2 separate regions of the Sus scrofa genome follow, and region 2 is linked to region 1. A link is a contact called in public Hi-C data. All regions are on one chromosome and are shown on one strand. Each heading gives the region's core, a stretch centred on a gene start, on an enhancer-like site or on the middle of the called end of the contact. The rest is flanking DNA. Distances are from core to core; before and after follow the strand shown.

Region 1 (7,506 bases), core at 3,087-5,586:
ATAGGAGGTTAAGTAAATGGCATTATAGTCATACAATAGGAAACTATTAATAATCCTATTGTAAAAGTCTATTGATCTGAAAGATTTTATGATGTGCAGTAAACTGCATGATATATTGCAGTACAATTCCACATACACAGACATATACAGAGATGTAAATACCAAAATGTTAATAATGATTATTTCAAAGTGGTGGGGTTTATCACAGCAATTTTTTCTTCTCTTTTGCTTAAATGATTTTTCTAAAATATCTAAAGAAAATCATTCATTCATAAACATAGTTTTTAAAGGCTCTTCTTTCAGGCTGTGGGTGAGGGTGCTTGAGAATGAAGAATGAAGGGACAAATGTGAAATAATTTCAGGCAAGAATTGACAGGATGAGGCAAATGATGACTTAGAAAAGGCAAGTGAGAAAGAGGGATGACGGCTGTCTACTTTGAGTACTGGATGACATTTTATAAAGACAAAGATTCTGCTGAAGGAAGTACTGGAAGCTGGCCTGTTAGTGCACACCCAAATACCTCTCTTCCTCTCCCATCCTTGACTAGGTCCCATCACCTACTTGCTCCTCTTCCTGGGGGTCGTCCTTGCAGAGTTTCTGGCCTGTGCTGACAAGACTTTGGTGTCTCTGTCCTAGGCACTGAAAAAACAAAATTTAAGAAACTATACATACTTTTTTGGCCTTTTGTATTTTTAGGGCTGCACCCACAGCATATGGAGGTTCCCAGGCTAGGGATCCAATCAAAGCTGCAGCTGCCAACCTACGCCACAGCCACAGCAACGTGGGATCTGAACCAAATCTGCGACCTACACCACAGCTTAGCAATACCGCATCCTTAACCCACTGAGCAAGGCCAGGGATCGAACCCCCAACCTCATGGTTCCTAGTCGGATTCATTTCTGCTGTGCCACAATGGGAACTCCAAAAAAAACTGTAATATTTTTTTAAATGACCAAAACAGGCCACTTAGAATGAAATTTTAACACGACGAAATAACTGTTGATTTTGTTAAACTTCTGTTTACTTTTTATGTCACCATTTCTCGTTCATTTCAAGTATAGATTTAAAAAAAAAAAAAAAAAGACAGCATTAACCCATGGGAAGAATGAGGAAAAGGGCCAATATCTTAGATGTTACAGACATTGACAACCATTTATTTAGATAAACCGAAACAATAACTAAGCGGATGTGAAAACTCTACTACATTTACAGAGTATTTTTGGAAAGCTAAGCCACAGGTAGTGATAATAAAAAAGTTATCGGAAAAATGTATGATCTGTACCTGGCACCCTTCTAAGACCCTTACATGTATCATCTCACTTCAGTCTAACAATAACCTTATGACGTGGGTACTATAATTGTCTGTAATTTACAGGTGAGAAATTGAAGCATAAAGAGAAATTAAATAACGTGCTCAAGGTCACACAGCTAGTGATAGTGACCTATCTCAAACTACCAGCTTAAATAGGAATAAATTAAAAAGTGCACCCATGAGGGTACAAGACACCATACTAACTGCTTCAGGGGAATATACAAAGACTTTTTATTTAAGAAACGTAAAATCTAGACCTATAGCATAAAAGGTTAAACACCAATACAAGAGTTAAATTTAAAAAATCCAGGAATTCCCCTCCTTTTTTTGGCCACATGTGTGGCACACGGAAGTTCCTGAGCCAGGGATCAAACCCATGCCACAGCAGTTACAATGCTGGATCCTTAACCAGGGAACTCCCAGAATTCTTTTTAAAAGCATACAGGTGTAGGATTTCCTGACATGGCACAGCAGGTTAAGAATCTGGTGTTGCCACAGCTGTGGCATAAGTCACAGCTATAGCTCAGATTGGATCCCTGGCCTGGGGACTTCCATATGCCACAAGTGTGGCCAAAAAAAATGAAAAAAACAAAAAACAAAAAGCATACAGATGTAATAAAGAAGAGTTTGACTTCCTTAATCTTTCAGCTTAACAAGTTTATATTTTTCAGTAGTATATTATATTCATGGACACATGTAATATTTAATTGCATTATTGCTAAAATTTTCCACTGCAGTTAGCTGTTTTTATAGGAAATAAGGCTTATGTAACAGCCAAAAAAATATGCACATGAGATTGAGGCACTAACAAGAAACTAACAATATGCTAGATTAACCAAGGGCATTTTGGATCATTATACTGGACACACTCTTAGCCCTACCCTAGCCAAATTCTCTGTTCCTGCCACTATTTATCACCAGAAGACACCTCCTAAGGGCAAGGATGTTAGGCACATCCTAGCAGCCAATTTCAAAGGGCCCTCTCACCTTACACATTTGCTTTCAGAGAGTCTTTGCCTGCATGTAATTGATGGGTATGACCAGGTATCTCGGAGGTAATTCAGTACATGGGAAGCATGTTATTTTCAACTAAATTAATGAAACTGATTGATGGCTTTGTAACCACTGAAGAAAATATTATTGAAAAATTTTGTTTGGTATAGCATGGGGAACTGTAGTCAATATTCTGTAATAAACCATAATGGATGAGTTCTTGCTGTGGTAGTGAGTATCTGTGGAGGTAGTGGTTTGATACCCCGCCCAGTGCAGTGAATGAAGGATCCAGCCTTGCTGCAGTTGTGGTGTTAGGTCGAAGCTCTGGCTCAGATTCAATCCCCAGCCCAGGAGGCATGGGAGAAGAAGTTCGAAGAACTCTACTTTGGAATGTCCAAGAGGGGAACCACGCATTGGAAAGGAGATAGGTACCCTGAAGTCCTTTCTACCTACAGTGCATAGATACTACCTACCATGTGTGTGGCCACACCCAGGGTCCCTGTAGGGGCGGCTGGAGAAGACCTTGTTTGAGCCATTTGGGATTATACACCCTGGGATAAAACTGACCTCACCTGAAGATCTCCTGGTTAGCAGGCAGGCCAAAAACAGGGCTTTCCCAGCAGGAAAGAGGGGGTAGTAAGGAGTTAATTGCATCATCACTGGTACACAAATGGAGAACTGGGTGAGAGGAAGGTGGAAAATGAAGCAGAGAACCAGGCCCAGGCTGAGAGATGGCCAAAGACTTACAGGACAGTGACAGAAGCCACAGGTGTTTTTGTTCCAGAGGCTCAGAAGCAACCCAAGACCATCAACTCCTTATTTCTCCATTTGGCAGTCACCCTTCTCTACCTCCACCCTCGCTCACTTCAGGTCTGGTGGCAGCAAAAGGGACCAAATTCATCTCCGTCTTTTTCAGTTTGGGCCATGGAGGCACAGCGATATTGTACGGAAGGAATCTCACAAAAAGATTCTATCACTGCTATATCCCTAATGCTCATTCAGTCCAAAGCTGAATGCTGTGATCAGATTAGAGGAACTCTTTTAACTCCGAATGGAGAGAGAAAACCATGGTCAGTGAATTGTGCCATGACTGGGTAAAATCACAGACCAAGTCACAGCATTTGGACTTAATTGACCATTGACGTTATAGAAGTTTGTTCACCTCCCCCTCTTGTCCACTCCGCAGCCAATTCACCTTAGCTGTTTTGAAAACAAAACAAAATTCCACTCTGGCTTTGAAATAAAATTGCAGGATTAACAATTGGTAGGTGTGTTTCAAAGCGGTTTGAGCGAAGTGCCACGGGGTAAGTAAGCGACCACCGAGGTTGCTAAAATATTTCCTGTCCTGACCACGTTTGCGTTTCTGGAGAATATTTAACAGGGAGGGTTTTAATGCTTCTAAAGATGTTGAAACTAAAGAACAAATATTGATCCAGAGGGCACCACAACTCCCCTGAAAGAGAGTAAAAGACAGTCTTTATAAAATGAAAAACTACTTGGCCGAAATAGTCCCAACCCCCTGCACAACCAGCTCTCAGAGGGCCGAGGGGCCAATTTGGCACGGCCGGGACCCGGGCAGCACTAACGCACCGGGCAGCATCGCAGGTTCCCTTCGCTCTGGGAGGCCACGGTCTTCCCGCCAGACCGACCTGAGCCTCCAGCCAGAGCAACTGGGCCTCGAGGCCACCCCAGGCCGCAGCTGGCGGCCGCTGGCACCGGTGCCGGGTAACTAGGCCAGAGCTGGTTCCCGCCGCTCGCCGCCGCCGGAGAGTTGGGCTCAGGCGAGGCCACCCCGCGCGGCAGCTCCACAAGCCCCGGGCGGCGCTGGAGGTGAGGCTCTCGCCCAAAGGGACCCTCCCAGCGCCCAGGCGGCGGTGAGTCAGGGCGCGTTATGCAAGTGCTGGCCCACGGGCCCCGGCGCCTCCCCCTCGGTCTTTCACCCCGCGCCGTTACGAAAGCGCGACCCCCTCCCCCCGGAGCTATAAAGAGGCCGGGCGGCCCCGCGGCGCGCTCGCTTCCCTTGCTCCACGCGCGCCTGGACCCGCGGCCACGCTTGCGCGCAGCTCCCGACGGTGAGCAGTGGCCTGGCGGGATGCGGGGCCGGGATGAGCGGGATCGGGGTACCGGGCCGGGTAGGGTGGGGGACCTGCAGCCCGCAGGATGGGGAGTTGGTGCGGGCGGGAATGGGTCTGGGGACCGGCAGTGGCGGGCCAGGTGGTCCGGCAGCCAGGCGCTCACCGCGAGCGGTTTCCCTAGGGCGGACTCCGGAGCAAGATGGAATGGGTTTGGGCGCTCGTGCTACTGGCGGCGCTGGGCAGCGCCCAGGCAGAGCGCGACTGCCGAGTGAGCAGCTTCCGAGTCAAAGAGAACTTCGACAAGGCTCGTGTAGGTATCAGCTTCCCGGATCCCCAGCATTCCCCTTTCCCGGCGGTAAGCCGGGCGCTCCGGGACATCAAACCCTGGTCTCCTCTCTTCCCCAGTTCTCCGGCACCTGGTACGCCATGGCCAAGAAGGACCCCGAGGGGCTCTTTCTGCAGGACAACATCGTCGCCGAATTCTCCGTGGACGAGAATGGCCACATGAGCGCCACGGCCAAGGGTCGAGTCCGTCTTTTAAAGTCAGTGGCATCTGGAGGGAGGGGAGAGGGACTGTGCTCTTTGTGCTGCAGGGTCCCCCGGGCTGAGCGCCCAACTCTGACTGGGGAGGGAAAGGAGAACCGCGGGTGGGATGGAGGGAAGACACCCTTTGCTTGGCCTGGCTCAGGATCCACCTGGCTTTTGCAGTAACTGGGACGTGTGCGCAGACATGGTGGGCACCTTTACAGACACCGAGGACCCTGCCAAGTTCAAGATGAAGTACTGGGGCGTAGCATCCTTCCTCCAGAAAGGAAGTGAGTAGTCAGCTCATTGGGACTGTGTTGGGGGATGGGAGGCACACCTCGCCAAATCGCTGGGTTTCTTCTCCAGCGACACCCTTCTGAAGGATGCTCTGTAAGTGGCTAGAACCCTCAGCATGGCTTGAGGCTGGCGGGGTCGGGCGGGGGAGGTTGGTGAAGTTGAGAATAGATCAGCCCCTTCATCACCCTACCCCCTCCCCCCAGCTCAAAAACCTGGCCCAAGCTCAAAAGGACCTTTGGGCTTGTCACGTGACCTCCTCCTGCCATTTACCCGCGCAGCAGCTCTGTCAGGGCGTGCAGCCTTTTCCATGCTTAGACCTCCCATCTCAAGTTCTAACTTACATTACTGTTCAACCCGATTTTGTATTTCCTCCATTTGTTTGGTCTGAATCCCTGAAATAGCTTGACTTCTAGGGGCTCCAGCAGAGGCTCAGAGCCTGCTTGTCCAAGGACGCTGAGCATTTGTGCACAGGCTTGGCTCACTCCCAGGTGCCCTACCTGCCAATACTGAGATTCTATGTCTGGATGACAGGGACCTCTTCTCTTTCTCCCAAGCCCCCCAAATTGTATGGGGGGCAGGGTGTTGAGGATTCTCGAAAGAGCACCCTAAAATCTGACCTGATGTAGATGTTTGAGAACGTACACGTGTACGTGCTCTATTTCTCCCCCATTTCTACTAAGTTTCAAACCTGGAGTCTTCTTGGTACCTAGAGAATAATGCAGCTGGGGGCGGGGGGCAGGGAGGGAGGGGCATATCATGGAATCTTAGAGAATGGAGAGTTAACCCTGTGAAGGGGGCTCAATATACAGATGAATAAACTGAGGCCACAAGAAGATAGTGCTCAAGACTTTCATAGCCTGTTGGGAGGTGATACATGAAAATGCTTAATAAGCACTCAACAGACATTAGCCATGACCATCATTGTTTGGGGCCCTCCCAAAAAGACCAAAGACTCTCCTTTGTCCATCTTCCAGATAAAGTCTATCGCTCAGCTAAAGGCATCGTTGTCTGGCTGATATAACAACACAGGCTTGACTGTCTACTGTAGTTTCTCCAAGACAAGGTCCCTAGACTGTCTACATTCAGACCAGCTGGGGTTCTTGTTAAAAATGAGATTTGCCGGCTCCAACCCAGACTTATTGAAACAGGAACTTTTGGGGTGAGGCCTCAGTCTGCATTTTGACTGTGCTCCTTCTCACAGTAAAGCTTGAGAACCACTGTTTTAGGTCATTCAATCCAGAGTTGCTTGGCTTACTCCACTCACTTTGCCTTTGCCTGACTTCTGGGGGCAATGAGTTAAAAATAGCACCCTGCCCACAATCTGGCTCAGCTGGACTATTAGACCTGAGAACCACAGGGAGCCTCTCACCTAGTTGTGTTGGTTTAAAGGGTTGGAGGACACAGGTATAGGGAGCTGAAGGGACACATCCCAGGCCCACCGCAGAGAGGAACAGATCTTCAGGATGTCCGGTCCCTAGAGGCAGCTCCCTCTACCAAGGGTTTTCTTTGGTTTTTGGACTGGCACTCAAAACCTCTAAACCCACCTAGGTGGGTACAGTGCAGACACAGATATAGTGTAAGCCCATGCCCTGGGAGGGTAGAGGAGAATGGGAGCCATATGGCCACTGCCTTGATCACGCTCTCTCCCTAGCTCCTCTGCGTGCAGGTAGCCACTGTCCAAACAGGTTTGGGGTGTCTGGCTCTCCAGGAAGACCCACCCCACATGCTGGGAATGAGGAGGTTGGAGGACCAAGCTTGTTCTTCCCATCAGCCCCGAGAGGGTTCATCTCTTGTCTTAGAGGGAGACGCTGGTAAAGATTGCTAATGATTTAAATTCTTCATCTTTGAACTATTTAGCCAATAAGAACCTGGAGAGAAACCAAACCAATGCAGATTTTCTTTTAAAGTCAAGAAGGGTAGTCAGTTTTCCTAAAACCAGGCAGTGAAGTTTACTTCCTATGGCAGCATTCACATTCTCGCAACAATTCTGGGGAAAAAAAATTAAACCCAATTCTGGGCTTGTGGCTGCTCTGATCATGAATTGGGGCTCACATTTCAAAGGAGTGTCTGAGGGGTAGGCTGTGACTGACACAGTGAGCCCCATAACCAGGGAAGAAATGACTTCATTCAAAGAGGAAGAAGACTTTGCCCAGATGCTTGGGAGCCTGTGAGGGGAGCCGGTGTTCAGGAGGACTTACCAGCAGGCAGCCCCAAGTATCCGTTCCTGACTATCTGCTGACCAACAGCGTGGCCACTGCTGTCAAACATCTAGGCGCCCCCTGCACCTGTGCCCCTGACCCCAG
Region 2 (7,506 bases), core at 1,491-3,990, 87 kb before region 1:
CTCAGTGGAAGAGAATCCAGCTAGTATCCATGAGGATGTGGGTTTGATCCCTGGCCTTGCTTAGTGGGTTAAGGATCTGGTGTCGGTGTGAGCTGTGGTGTAGGTCGCAGACAGGGCTCGGATCCTGTGTTACTGTGGCTGTGGCGTAGGCCAGCGGCTACAGCTATGATTCGACCCCTAGCCTGGGAACCTCCATGTGCCATGGGTGCAGCCCTAAAAAGACCAAAAAAAAAAAAAAAACAACAACAACCAAAACCTTGTCAGAACTTAAAATTATGTCCCAGGAAGAAGGTTGAAGGAACCATAGATATTTAGCTTAGAGAAAAGTGAAGAGGGAAAGGGTAAGGAGGTAGACGTGGAAACTGTAGATACTTGCAAGATTGCTACTTATTTTTGGTGACTGGTTGGCAGAACTAGAGTCTATGGATAAAAATAGTCCAAGGACAGATTTTTGCCTTAATTTAAGGAAAAACTTGTCAATTAGAACTATCTAAAGAAATGAGTCTGGAGGAATGCCCTGCCTCCGGAAGTAGTGAGGTGTTCAAATGTAGATTGGACAGCCACTTGTCATTGGAGATGTTTTTTGTTGTTTTGTTTTGTTTTTTAGTTTTTTAGTTATAGTCGATTTACATGTTCTGTCAATTTCTGCTGTACAGCAGAGTGACCCAGATATATATATATATACATATATATATACATCTTTTTTCACATTATTTCATCATGTTCCATCACAAGTGTGGTTAGTTACATTCCCAGTGCTATATAGCAGAATCTCATTGCTTATCCACTCCAGATGCAATAGTTTGTATATACTAACCCCAAATTCCCAGTCCCTCCCACTCCTTCCCCTTCCCTCTTGACAACCCCAAGTCTGTTCTCCAAGTCCATGAGTTTTTTTCTTTCTGTAGGTAGGCTTGTCTGTGCTGTATATTAGATTCCAGATATAATTGATATCATATGCTATTTGTCTTTCTCCTCCTGACTTAGTATGAGCATCTCTAGTTCCATCCATGTTGCTGCAAATGCCATTATTTTGTTCTTTTTTATGGCTGAGTAGTATTCCATTGTGTATGCATACCACATCTTAATCCATCCATATGTCAGTGGACATTTGGGTGGTTTCATATCTTGGCTATTGTGAATAGTGCTGCAGTGAACACAGGGGTGCATGTATCTTTTTCAGTGAATACTTTGTCTGGATATATGCCCAGGAGTGGGATTGCTGGATCATTTGGTAGTTCTATATTTGGTTTTCTGAGGTATCTCCATACTGTTTTCCCTAGTGGTTGTACTAATTTACATTCCCACCAACAGTGTAAGAGGGTTCCCTTTTCTCCACACCACAGCATTTGTCATTTGTAGACTTACTACTGATGGCCATTCTGACAGGTGTGAGGTGGTACCTCAATGTAGTTTTGATTTGCATTTCTCTAATAATTAGTGATGTTGAGCATTTTTTCATGTGCCTGTTGGCCATCCATATGTCTTCTTTGGAGAAGTGTCTATTTAGGTCTTGGAGGTGTTCTACTTAAATAAGACATTTCATTCATTGGATAAGGGCTGGACCTCCAAGATCCCCTTTCTTTTTTTTTCTTTTTTTTTTGTCTTCTTGCCATTTCTTGGGCCGCTCCCACAGCATATGGAGGTTCCCAGGCTAGGGGTCAAATCGAAGCTGTAGCTGCCAGCCTACACCAGAGCCACAGCAACGTGGGATCCGAGCCGCGTCTGCAACCTACACCACAGCTCACGGCAACGCCGGATCGTTAACCCACTGAGCAAGGGCAGGGACCGAACCCGCAACCTCATGGTTCCTAGTCGGATTCGTTAACCACTGCGCCACGACAGGAACTCCTGAGATCCTCTTTCAACACAGAGAGTCAGTGACTTAAGTTCTGATCCCCACTTGCCAATAATTATTGTGTAGATTTGACACTGATGCAAATGCAAGCATCATTTTGTGTTGCCCATTCTTCTAATTATTTCATTAGCAATACCCTTTCCACCTCTGACAGTTGTAGCAGTTATCAAAGAAATTATTTATAGTTACTGTAACCCTAAAGGAACTAGATATTTTAGATTCATATTTAGATGTTATAGGTTCATAGGGCAGTAAGGGACCTTAAAGTCGTATAGTCTAATCTTGTAGATTTGATTCCCTGAGAATATTGGGTCACTTTTTCAGCATGTCCTCGTTCAGAGAGCGCTATTTTATAAAGTTATTCTGAATTGATTGTATTTTTACTAAAGCTGGATCGTCTAGTATCAGAAAACTGGTGTAGGAAAGCTGGCATGTGGGAAGTACTCTCAAGAGGAAGCAAGAGAAAAGGTATAAGGCCTTTTGAAATTAGCTACCCACTTTCAAAGCCCTCGTAGGTTTGTTCTCTGACATTAACAGGTTAATACCATAGTGATAACTTTATTAGGCCTATTTAGTTTTTCTGTGCTTTCTTTATCTCAATGACTTTTCCTAAAAATAAGAGTAGGAGATGTTTTTTGTTTTTGCATATTCAGTTTTAGACACTGGCAGTTCCAGTGCTGGCCGTCATTGAGCAGGAATCTTGTCCTTAAAGTTCTATGACTTTATCATCTTTGTGTGTGGATCATTAGAAGTAAAACTCTCTTCTCCCCCCACTCCCCTTTTTGCTGTTTTTGTTAGAATTTGTGCTAGAATAGATTGTTTTAGGACCAAAGTTCAGACACACATGTTGATTCAAGGATCAAAGTCCAGCAAGTAAAAGGCTAGTCTACACTGTGGCAAATCAATGCAGCTTTATTTTTGTGTTGTATTTGACTAAGGGACATTCTGTATTAACAGGGCAAATTTGTATCCATTCTTATTTGACTAACGGTCATTATTGGAGAGGAATTATTTGCTAATGCAGTTACTTTGTGACATATAATTTTATTGTTGCATAATACATGTTTCAATATTTGATAATTTTTAAGGAATCTTTTTTTTTAATTTTAGGGCTACACCCACGACATATGGAAGTTCCCAGGCCAGGGATTAAATCCAAACCACACCTACAACCTATGCCACAACAACACCAGATCCTTTAACCCATTGTGCCAGGCCCCAGACCGAGGATTGAACCTGTACTTTCACAGCAACCTGAGCCACTGCAGTTGGATTCTTAATCCACTGCGCCATGGTGGGAACTCAGTATTTGATAATTTTTAGTTGACTAATATAGGGTGGTTCATTTGGAACATGTCTTGTTATATCTTAAAAATAGAAGTATCTTGGAGTTCCCTTCGTGGCTCAGTGGTTAATGAATCCGACTAGGAACCATGAAGTTGTGGGTTCAATCCCTGGCCTCGCTCAGTGGGTTAAGGATATGGCATTACCGTGAGCTATGGTGTAGGTCGCAGATGCAGCTTGGATCTGGCGTTGCTATGGCTCTGGCATAGGCCAGTAGCTACAGCTCTGATTAGACCCCTAGCCTGGGAACCTCCATATGCTGCAGGAGCGGCCCTAGAAAAGGCAAAAAGTCAAAAGAAAAAAAAAAAAGAAGTATCTTTATTGTATTTACTGATCTTTAAAGGTAGTATGTAATTATTCTTTCAAACACACACACACACAAAAAAATGGAAATGCTTAAAGAATAAAAGCATCCCAGGCCTACAGGTAATACCATCACTGTTAAGTTTGGTTTTCCTTACAAACTTATTTATATACACACACATATACATATACACATATTAATAATACTTTGTATATTTGTATATACATATAGATAATGTCTTAACTGCCAGTTAGATTATACTATGTTTGCATTCTGTAATCTTTTTTGGGAGGGGGTCTTTTTTTAGGGTCACACCCACAGTATGTGGAAGTTCCCTGGCTAGGGGTCAAATGAGAGCTGCAGCTCCTGGACTACACCACAACCACAGCAACACCAGATCCAAGCCGCATCTGCGACCCACACCATAGCTCACAGCAACATGGATCCTTTAACCCACTGAGCAAGGCCAGGGATTGAACCCTCATCGTCATGGATACTAGTCAGATTCTTAACCTGCTGAGCCGCAATAGGAACTCCCTGCTTTCTGTAACTTTTTAAAAATTTGATATGGCATGGATATTTTTCTGTGATAATACATATAGATATGCTAAGGGTTTTTGATAGCTGTATAGTATTTATTTAACCAGTCTTTTTTTTTTTTTTTTTTGTCTTTTGTCTTTTTGTTGTTGTTGTTGTTGCTATTTCTTGGGCCGCTCCTGCGGCATATGGAGGTTCCCAGGCTAGGGGTTGAATCGGAGCTGTAGCCACCGGCCTACACCAGAGCCACAGCAACGCGGGATCCGAGCCGCGTCTGCAACCTACACCACAGCTCACGGCAACGCCGGATCGTTAACCCACTGAGCAAGGGGCAGGGACCGACCCCGCAACCTCATGGTTCCTAGTCGGATTCGTTAACCACTGCGCCACTACGGGAACTCCTATTTAACCAATCTTAATCCCTAATTGGTAGGGATTTAAGTTGTTTTCTTTTGTTGTTATTGTTATAAAATGAACATCTTTATACATATCTGAGATGCTCATCTATTTTAAGTACATAATTAAATTTCTAAAAGCATTGCTGATCAAAGCATATCTATATATTAAACTGATTTATATTGCCAGATTTTCCTCAAGAAAAAGGTATTCAGAATTTTACTTCTAGCAGTGTATGAAAATGTCGTTTCTTCACAGAAATGAACTTCTTCTAAGTCATGTAATAAGCATTTTCTTTTTTAAAGTCTGACAAATATTTTTTCATAGTTTAACTGGCTGGTCCTATATTACTAATTCAGTTCTTGAGGTCTTGATCCTAATGTAAATATACTCTCCACAAAATCTTAACCTGTATGTCTTTTGTATGATCAGTAAAAAAGGAGAAACTAGATTAAAGACAAGTATATTGTAGGAGATAATTGTTTTAAAATATAGAGTTCATATTGGAATTGCTACTTTAACTCAGTATAACTTAGAGAAGTTACCCATGAGACTTTAAATCTTTGGTCTTTCTGCTGAGGCTCTTTGGTATATCTCAGCTTATTTATTTATTTTTAAAAAGAATTTATTGGTCTGTAAAAGTGAATTAAATTTTCAGAGAGCTATAAAAATTAAAGCTAAACTGCAGTTAATTTAATTGCATTGGGTAGTTCAAAATGTGTTTTAAATGTAATATGCACATTTTCAAAAAATCTCTTTTAAATGAACAGGAAACTCTGATGAAGAAGAAAGTACTTCAGAATCTGACCTTTGGAAGGGCCCACTACCAGAGACAGATGAAAAATCACAGTAAGTCCTGATATTAATAGATAATGCATACCTTCTGCATCATCTAGGAAGCTATGAACACAGCCTCTTTGATAACAGTTAATGAAAAACTTAGTGTCATGAATGTCTGTTTAAAGCCAGGGAACACTTAGCCTGATAAAATCAGTTTATTCTCAGTCATTGTTTGTGGCCATAAACAGTCAAGTCATCCAGCTCCCTCTTAGTGAGTAAATCTTTTCCTCAGCTCACCTTGACAGATGACCCCTAGTCTTTACTTAGGTTCTTTCAAAGAGGCACTGTTTACTAGCTTCCAGAGAAGCCTATCCATGATATTTTGATTATTGTAAACCTCTGCAGGGAAGCGCCTTGAAGGTACATCTAGGTGTAAAAGCTCAATGCATGCCTTGTTCTTTGCTGTTGGTTGGAAGAACTGTCTGGATATAGGCTGGAATGTTAGCAGCTCTTGTTACTGGGATGTTCACCACTTGAACTTTATATGTTGAAAGAGGATAAAATAATACCTACAACATAGAGTTTATTGTGAAGATTTAATAAAGAATATAAAGTACCTCATATAGTACCTACCAATATAGTAAGTTCTTAATAAATGTTAGTCCTGTTTTGTTAGTCTCTGGGCATATTGGTTCAAAACTGTATGTATATTTAATACTCAGCAGCTCTATGAAGAAATGTAATCATTTTATAGATAAGGAAACTGAGCCCAGAAATGTTAAATAACTTGCTTACCCAGCTGATAACTGATAGAGCAAGAACTTAAACACTGTCTGATTTGAAAACCTGTACTATTTCCATTGTATCACTCTGGCTTCTAGCAGTAATACTTACTTAGTATTTTATAATTTTTCATAATATTTTAACACAGTATTATTTAATACCTCCTTTCAGAGTTTTGTTCTTTGTTTTAGATATAATCTTCACTGCTACAAATACATATTTACTGTTCTCAGAGTAATAAAACCTTCAACCTAAGCAGATTTCCCCTATTCCTGGGAGTAAGACTTGTATTCCTCGTTAAAATAGCTTCTTTTTCATTCATTTTTTGATCAGACTCTAATTTGAAATGAGAATGAACAGAGTAAGCTATAAAGTCAACCAAAAATGTACTTAAAAATAAAATCGTAGGTAATAAATTCACTTAGGGAGAGGTGTTTAACATGTACGACATCTTAATCGGTCTGGGTATAGTTATTTTGGAAGTCAAAAATTATTTGATAGGAGTTCCCATGATGGCTCAGTGGTTAAAAAATGCAGCTAGCATCCATGAGAACCTGGGTTGGATCCCTGGCCTTGCTCAGTGGGTTAAAGATCCAGCGTTGCCATGAGCTGTGGTGTAGGTCGCAGATGCGGCTCAGATCCTGTGTTGCTGTGGCTGCGGTGTAGGTTGATGGCTACAGCTCCAATTGGACCTCGATCCTGGGAACCTCCATATGCTGCGAGCACGGCCCTAAAGAGGCAAAAAGACCAAAAAAAAAAAAAAAAAAAAAAAAGAATTATTTGGTAGCTGAATCATGAAATATATTGATATATAAAAGAATCAGCAAATATGTTAGATTAAAATGTTTTATTTTTATTAATCATATAATGTGTCACCTTGTAATTTTTTCTATTTGATTTTAATACATATACTTTTTTTTTAAATAGGGAAGAAGAATTTGATGAGTATTTTCAAGATTTATTTCTGTGAGAAGGAAGAAAGATGCCTACATTCCTTAATGTGAAAGTATACTTTGAAACACTTCACAAAAGTTTTGTCTGCAAATTGGAATTTGAGTGGTTTGTCTTTGGAAATAAAAATCCAGCTATTCTTAGCATGTCAGATGCTTCGAAAGTTTTTCAGTTCTATGAGACACTTTTCCCTGTCCCTTATATATCTTTTCAGCTGCTTCTATAGCTCTCTTCCATCTGTAGCTCCTAGAGGATGGACCTAGTACACTGTACCGAGATCCATTGTTCCTAAATTTTGTAGATTTTTTTTTCCCCCACTGATTCACACTTACCTTCCCTTGCCTCAGTTTATATTATTATGATTATTGGGATTCACAAAATCATAAAGTTGATAAGGTATGTCTTCAAACTCTTCTTTGATACACTGGCACCCCTCTTTTGAGTACCCATTTTGTCATCAGCTGCCTTTTTTTTTTTTCTTACATTTGTCTTGCTTCTTTCTCACTTCTGTCACTTAAGGGAGTTCATTATAATCAAATTTTAGTCCTTAGTG

The links. A called contact is a pair of places that touch in the nucleus more often than the background predicts.
Region 2: a Hi-C map of liver shows a contact between it and region 1, with 7 times the contacts expected there. The contact joins the enhancer-like site here to the promoter of RBP4 in region 1. A contact is called at or near these places in 1 of 5 promoter capture datasets (liver) and 7 of 47 Hi-C or Micro-C datasets (fetal liver, liver and skeletal muscle).

What each region holds. Positions count from the first base shown.
Region 1 is chr14:105,041,021-105,048,526 of Sscrofa11.1, reverse strand. RBP4 (retinol binding protein 4) reads left to right here and starts at 4,336. Exons shown (of 6, transcript NM_214057.1): 1 at 4,336-4,378; 2 at 4,563-4,691; 3 at 4,787-4,923; 4 at 5,090-5,196. The coding sequence starts at 4,581. It also overlaps a transcript of PDE6C not described here.
Region 2 is chr14:105,126,500-105,134,005 of Sscrofa11.1, reverse strand. FRA10AC1 (fragile site, folic acid type, rare, fra(10)(q23.3) or fra(10)(q24.2) candidate 1) reads left to right here. Exons shown (of 15, transcript NM_001243654.1): 14 at 5,210-5,288; 15 at 6,930-7,099. The coding sequence ends at 6,972. Among named protein-coding and RNA genes, the nearest start is that of FRA10AC1, 40 kb to the left of the region's middle. Within about 2 kb of position 2,740, at least 4 of the 83 cell types and tissues checked have an H3K27ac peak or open chromatin away from gene starts, as enhancers often do. A contact at or near this core is called in fetal liver and liver, where this site is marked.